Linked DNA regions of Gossypium hirsutum: region 2 is linked to region 1. Evidence: chromatin contacts called from public Hi-C data. All regions are on one chromosome and are shown on one strand. The core of a region is the stretch at or near the end of the contact, and the rest is flanking DNA. Distances in the headings are between cores, read along the strand shown. Region 1 holds the start of LOC107887225 (ATPase GET3A). Region 2 holds the start of LOC107934304.

Region 1 (3,614 bases), core at 406-2,905:
AAGGATAATATAAAATTTTATTATACCTGACTCAATATGCCACCAAATTTGCTTTTTAATGACATCATTTTTGCGAGCCCCTTCTCTAATGTAGAAGGAAACTGTAAAAGCCGAAGAGTATGTCCAGTTGGTGCAGTGTCGAATACGATGCAAGAATAATCCATTGTTTGTACCAATCTGCAGGAAAAGGATTACATTCAGACAACAAAAGATCAAAAGGCGGATGAAAAAAACACCAGCAGAAGGCAAAAAAGGGCATGCAAAAAAAAAAAGTTTAAAAAGAAAGAAGCCATCATAATTAATCTAAAATATTTGGGGAAAGAAGGGGTAATTTTCAAATAAATCCTACTATCATCAACCGGTGGAAATGAGGATAAAAACAGTACGAAACAAGCAAAGTCCTCGATTTGACCACTCTATTTATTTAGGTCACACTTGAATAAAAGAATTAAAACTTTCAAAGCTAAAACCTAGAGAATGGGTTCAATCAGCACTGCTGATCAGTAATATTTCCTAAACAAGAAATGTAGTAGTGAATGCCCTTTTCTGAGACTGGCTAATTAAGAACACACTGAGAGAGAAAGTTGAAAGCCTTTAATAAAACATCCATAGCAACCATTACCTTGTTTGAAAAAAATATCAATATAAAAAAAAAAACCCAAAAGAAGCAATAAACAGCTAATGCATCTCAATGATTTATCACACAATCAAAGCATCAAACAGAAGGAGAAGATGTCTTACTTAAGCATCTCAGCAAAGCTCATTGCCTCATCAATTCCTGGAATTGCATTTGCCAAGTCAGAAAATAAACTATCCATTCCTTCAGGTCCATTCACATCTTCGTTTTCCACAGTAGGATCCACTTCCTATTATGCATCATTAATAGTAAACAATTAAGGGACAAAATAGTGACAAAAATCGGCAAAATCATATTATGAAGTTTTACCAACACAGAAGCTAAGCATTAAGCAGGGTGAATCGATTACCAGGTTACAATGAAAAATCATACTTTGTTTCAAGTGAAAGAAGTTAAAATTGGAGAATTTACGGACTAGGTATTTGCAATCAAACTCAAAACAGGACAAATCTCAAAACCCCGAATTTACAAAAAAAAAAGAGTAAATCTCAGAAAAAGAAAAAAGGAAAGCAAATCCACGAATACCCAGAAAGCAAAATTAAATAAGAAGGGTACCATGGCATATAAATTGTTGAAGCCATTGACCAAAGTGGGAGTCTTAGTGAATCGTTGTTGGAAAGCATCGCTGAGATTATGAGCAGGATCGGTGGATATAATCAAGACAGAGGATCGGACCCGAGCCAGAAGGATGGAAAGAATCGAGCTACAAGTGGTTTTACCAACACCTCCTTTGCCACCAACGAAAACCCATTTCAAGCTATCTTGGTCCAGTATGTTCTGGATAGTTGCCTCTGGTAATTCGTGATTCTCTGCCATTTTTTTTCTAACACACTTCGGTTCTTCTTCTTTTCTCGGAAAAGAATTTGAAGCACCCAGAAAGTCTAGGAAGAAAATCGAAGTTTATATTTGTCGGAGGCTTTTCTTTTCTTTTCTTTTCTTGGTTTCGTGTTTTCAAAACAAAGCACAAATCCAACCCGTCTAAAGTTCGTCGTAGGACTCGATTTGTGTCCAAGCGGCGTATGAAAAATCTAATTGAATAGAGATTTATTTTATTTAGGTTAATTAACCTATAGTCCCTATACTCTTAGGACCTTTAAAATTTAGTCTCTTTACTTTAATAATTGAAATTCAACCGGTAACATTATTAATAACTTACACAAATGTGTAATATTTTAATACTCAAAGTTTCAATTTAAAAATTAAATTTCAATTGATAATATATAATTAAATTTTAGAAAATAATTAACAATCAAATCAAATAAGTAAAAGGAGTAAATTCAAAAGTAGAGATTATAAATTTAAAAAATCCAAAGAGTATAGGAAATGGAAGTATAATTAGACATTTTATTTATTGAAATTCATTATAAATCTATGTTAATAATATATATCATTTTTAAAATGTTTTATACAAAAAATTCTTTTTCTATAAAATGCCTAACCAAATCTACTTAAACATGTTTAAATACAAATCTTCTTTATTGCTATAATAATATCAATCGCAACTAAATCAAGAGCGAAGCCAGAATTTTTTTTTTCAGAGGAGGCCAGAACTAAATTATAATTTTTATAATAATAAAAATATAATTTCACCATTTTAATAGCTTATATATTTATAATTTTAAAATGATTAAATCAAATTTTTATCATTTGTAAGAGAGGCCAAAGTACAATTTTACTTTTATTAATTTAAAATTTTAAAAAACTTAAATAATAATTTTTTTTGACAAAAAAAACTACCTGAAGGTCAACCTTATTTTATTGCATCTCGAATAATAACATAGTGGATTTCCAAAAGATAATCCAAATTAAACATCAAATCACATCTGTTATTAATAGCAATTTTACACAGCAAATCCGCAACTTCATTACTGTTTCTATCAATCCAATTAAAATGGATCGCTTCAAAATTTCTAATACCCCTGCATTCCTGTTTCATGCAGCAGCCGAAAATAGTGACATCCTTATCACGGTTTTTGATTGTATTAATGAGAGTAGCGTTGTCAGACTCCATAATAGGCTTGGACAATTTTAAATTTGAGGCCAACTTCAAGCCCAAAGTCAACGCCTCTAGCTTTGCCCAAACAGCATCGATGGCCTTATTTGCGAAGCCATAGCAGCCAGCAAGCACAAACCCATCAGCCTCTCTCGCAATAGCCCCATAGCAGATACACCCATTTAACACTGCTGCATCCACATTGATTTTAATAAAATCTTTAGGGGGTTTCATCCAACCTTTACACACCGAGTAGGGGGAATCACAGGGGGTTCATTCAAATTAAAAATTCTAAAATCATTACTATGGGTCTGTGCCCTTTCCCACACCACCATAGCTGGATCGTTTTTGCCCTGGAAAACCATCTTGTTTCTGTTGTTCCAGCAGTTCCATAGGAGCGTGAAGAAGCCAGTAGCAGCCTTAGAGTCAAGCTCACGCAAGATATCTTCAACCAGTCAATGCAGCGAACATAGTTTCTGTCAAGAAGCCTATTGTTTAAGCCTCCGATAATAAGGGTTTCACGAACCTTCAGGCACTCTTTCAGAGCATGGATATGAGTCTCCTCACTGTTTTTACATCTCAGACATGTTGTAGAGAAATTATGACGGATGCACCTTTACAGCCCCTAGCTACACCCTGAACTAAACTAAAGTTCATTTGATTAATAAGAAGCTCTTATAATTTAATAAAATGATATATTTGTTAAAAAAATTTAAAACATATGTTTACTGAATCTTAGCTCGATTGGCATGAGCATTATTATCAATGCAAGAGGACATGGATTCGAGTGCATTGAAATATATTATCCTCCTATTTATGAGAGGGGCTACGGGTAGTTCTAAACATTGTGTTAAAAAGAATAGATATGATTAGAACTTATAATGAGATTATTCAAAAAAAATTAAAACATATAATATTTATTTTTAAAATATTCATAAATTTTGACCTCAGCGGGTTGATAAATGTACTTGAAATTTCATCTAT
Region 2 (3,294 bases), core at 714-3,213, 300 kb after region 1:
TCCCAAATTGTATGTTAACCTTTTATGAATATATTTAAAAAACTTGAAAGTAAAATGCATTAGAATTTAGAAGTCAGGTTTTACCAAAGATTCAAACTTAATTTCACTTTTCCAAAGATAAAAATAAATTTATCTAAATAAGAATTGTACGGTTCCTTAGCTGTAAATTTTGAGAAATTTCCTTAGACGAAAGAAAGGTTATATTTAATTTTTTGTATTCTAATAATCTTTTCAAAATTTAAAATTTCAATCTTATTTCAAATGGTAACACCTAAATTGATTATGTTAAAATTTTGCTATTAGTTCCGTCCCATGTATAAGTTGTTGGTTTGATGCATATTCTTCAATCTAATTATTTTTAGTCTTTATATTTTATAAATTTTGAAATTTTAATTCTAAGTCAAATGATAACCACTAATCCATTAATCAAAAGGATGTATTTTTTCAATATTACGTAGAAATGATAAGCTGACATAGCATTATTGTAACGACCCGATTTTTTTGTTGTCAAAAAAATTCGAATCTTAAGGTCAAATTTATTTAAACTGGGACAACTTATTATTAAATCAAGAATGTTCTTGAGCAAATTATGGATTTGGCAATTAGAAATATAAAGTGGTTTTTGTGAATTATTAAAGAAAATAGTGCAGAAGCTTTCAATATTTAATGCCACTTAACAGGTTAAAATGAAGGGTTTTTTTTATAAAAATAACCCAAAAAATAATTAATTACTTAAATGATCTATTTTTTTATAAAATATAAAAATAATCCAAAATCTACAGTAAAAGTTGGTGGAGCCAAAGTGTTTGGCGCCACCAACATGCCATATCAACAATCTGCATTAAAAAATTAATTTTTTAGTATAGCCATGTGAATGGGGGCCACTTATATAAATACTAGAAAAATACTGCGATTTTTGAAAGTATGAGAGGTTTAAATAATTTTACTTGTTTCAATAGACAAATAGGCAAATAGACTACTTTCTTGGAATTTGGTGGTTGGTGGTGCCAATTTATTTGGCTCCACCAGAAAAAGGTAAAATTGTTTAAACCTTCCATACTTTCAAAAATCACAGTATTTTTCTAATGTTTATACAAGTGGCGCTATTCTACATGGCTACACCAAAAAATTAATTTTTTAATGTAGATTACTGACGTGACATATTGATGGCACCAAACACTTTGTTCTTCCAACATTTGCGGTAGATTTTAAGTTATTTTCATATTTTATAAAAGAAATAGGTCATTTAAGTAATTAATTATTTTTTTTGGTTATTTTTATAAAAAAAAAATCTAAAATAAACCACCTAAATTCAATCAACTTCTAATTACTTTAGGTTTTCTCTTGTGAATGACGATTTCTAATGGTTCTCCTAACGAAGACGACAAGGGTGGGGCTTGTCAGAATGAGAAAGTAGATTCGAATGTGACGAAGGCAGTGGAACTGGATCCTGATCCACCGCTTTCATAGAAGGAGAGGCTAATAGGGAAAAGTTCTTGGGAATTAGGAAGGAAGAATAGTGGATCGGGTATTGATGAAGATGGTGACTTTGCCTTTGTGGAGGGAGACGTTATGAGATCTTTTGTTAATGGCATTCATTCTATTAAGTTTTCAGAGAGAATTAACCAGTTGTTGATCAAAGATATGTCTTTTACTGTGGTGATCAAGCTTTTAGGAAGGAGCATAAGGTATGCTGCACTCCAAAACAAAATTTATGCTCTGTGGAAATCTTGATGGATATTGCTAATGGCTATTTTTTGGCCAAATTCCAGAATAAAAAAGGTTACGAATGGGTACTCTCTCAAGGACCTTGATCATCTTTGGCCAATATTTAACTGTTCAGCCATAGTCCATTGACTTTGATCTAACACAACCCTTTCCTAGTGTGGTCATGTCCTGGATTAGAATTCCCAGGCTACCGGGTTATATGTACAAAAAGAAGATATTATGAGAGATTGGGGGCATGGTTGGTAAGGTTGGCAAGCTAGACTTCAACACAGATAGCAGAGCAAGGGGAAGATTTGCGCGTATGGTGGTTAATGTCAGTCTGGACAAACTTTTAGTCTCACAAGTTCTGATAAACGGGCCCCTCCAAAGAATAGAGTATGAATATTTACCTACTGTTTGCTTTTCATGTGGTTGTTATGGACACATGAAGGAGTTATGCTCGTCGAAGGTGATTATTCCAGGGGCAGATTTTGAAGGGAAATCGTCCGGTAAGGGAGATCAAACGATTATTTCAGCTCCGGTGGGGAAGGAATCAACGGATGCTAATGACGCCTATGGTCCGTGGATGCTTGTCGAGAGAAGGAGTAGGTGTAATTCAAGGGATGCTAGAAAGATTAGTGCCGAAAATCTTAGAAATTTGGCAGGTAAATCAAGATTTAATGTGTTGGATTCCCTAAATGAAACAGAAAATTTTCAGGGGGAGACTCGTGAAGGGGATTTGAACAATAGCACTAATCAAGCTGGGAATTTTATCTCCCTGAATCTTGTCGGTGCAAATAAGGCTCCATTTCGTTGATTGAAAAGTCTGGACAGGATAGTTCTATGGGCCATAGGAAATCAGTGGGCCACAAATTGATTGTTGGGGCTAAGGAGCCTAATGGAAAAGGGAAGAGTGGACATGGCTTTGTTTCCGCTGGAGTGTTCCAAGTCCAACGGGTCAAGGGAGCCATCCTTTGCAAGCCAATGGTCTGGGCTTTATTAATTTAGCTAATAGACCTGATTTCGCCAAATGTCGAATTAGGTTAAAGGGTTTTCAAGGTCCAGCATTTTCAGACCATATTAAGGACGTCCAGATGCCTTTAATTTTGGAGGATTTTCCTACTGTTCAAAACAGCGAAACCGTGAATGGGAAAAAATTGGTGATCGATCTAGGGTAAGTTCTTCTTGCGCCATGAATAATTCTGCCTTATTCTTTCACTTTAATCCTATTTATAAAAGGAATTCGGAGGTGCTATTTTCTTTAGAGAAAAGTATTTTAGATTCGAATAAACATTCTATAGTTGTTTTCAAGGAGAATGTTCAACCAAATTCTTTGGGAGACATGGGTGAGGGTCAAGCTACAGAGGTGGGTGGTGGCTTTGCGGATACTGGTGTGAGAATTATTGGCGGAAAATTTAATGGAAGACAGAGAGGCAAGAAGCTCAACCGGACCATTCGTGATAGAGGAAATATTTTTAAAAATTCTAGTACTCAGGTTCCTCTTCACGAGTCGATGAGAAATTTGGTTGAGTCTCTGCAGGATGCTCCAGATGATGGCCGTAAGGAGTCAGGGAAGTAACTTGTCTT

The links. Hi-C and Micro-C count contacts between places; a contact is called where the count stands out from the background.
Region 2: a Hi-C map of leaf shows a contact between it and region 1, with 2.8 times the contacts expected there. The contact joins the promoter of LOC107934304 here to the promoter of LOC107887225 in region 1. A contact is called at or near these places in 13 of 34 Hi-C or Micro-C datasets (callus, hypocotyl, leaf and 1 more).

What each region holds. Positions count from the first base shown.
Region 1 is chrA08:103,633,627-103,637,240 of Gossypium_hirsutum_v2.1, forward strand. LOC107887225 (ATPase GET3A) reads right to left here and starts at 1,656. Exons shown (of 7, transcript XM_016811401.2): 1 at 1,193-1,656; 2 at 742-866; 3 at 27-177. The coding sequence starts at 1,453.
Region 2 is chrA08:103,929,510-103,932,803 of Gossypium_hirsutum_v2.1, forward strand. It overlaps LOC107934304, which reads left to right and starts at 1,964. Exons shown (of 4, transcript XM_016866685.1): 1 at 1,964-2,372; 2 at 2,510-2,694; 3 at 3,020-3,282. The coding sequence starts at 1,964. LOC107934308 (phosphomannomutase) reads left to right here and starts at 1,354. Exons shown (of 13, transcript XM_041075413.1): 1 at 1,354-2,881; 2 at 3,020-3,294.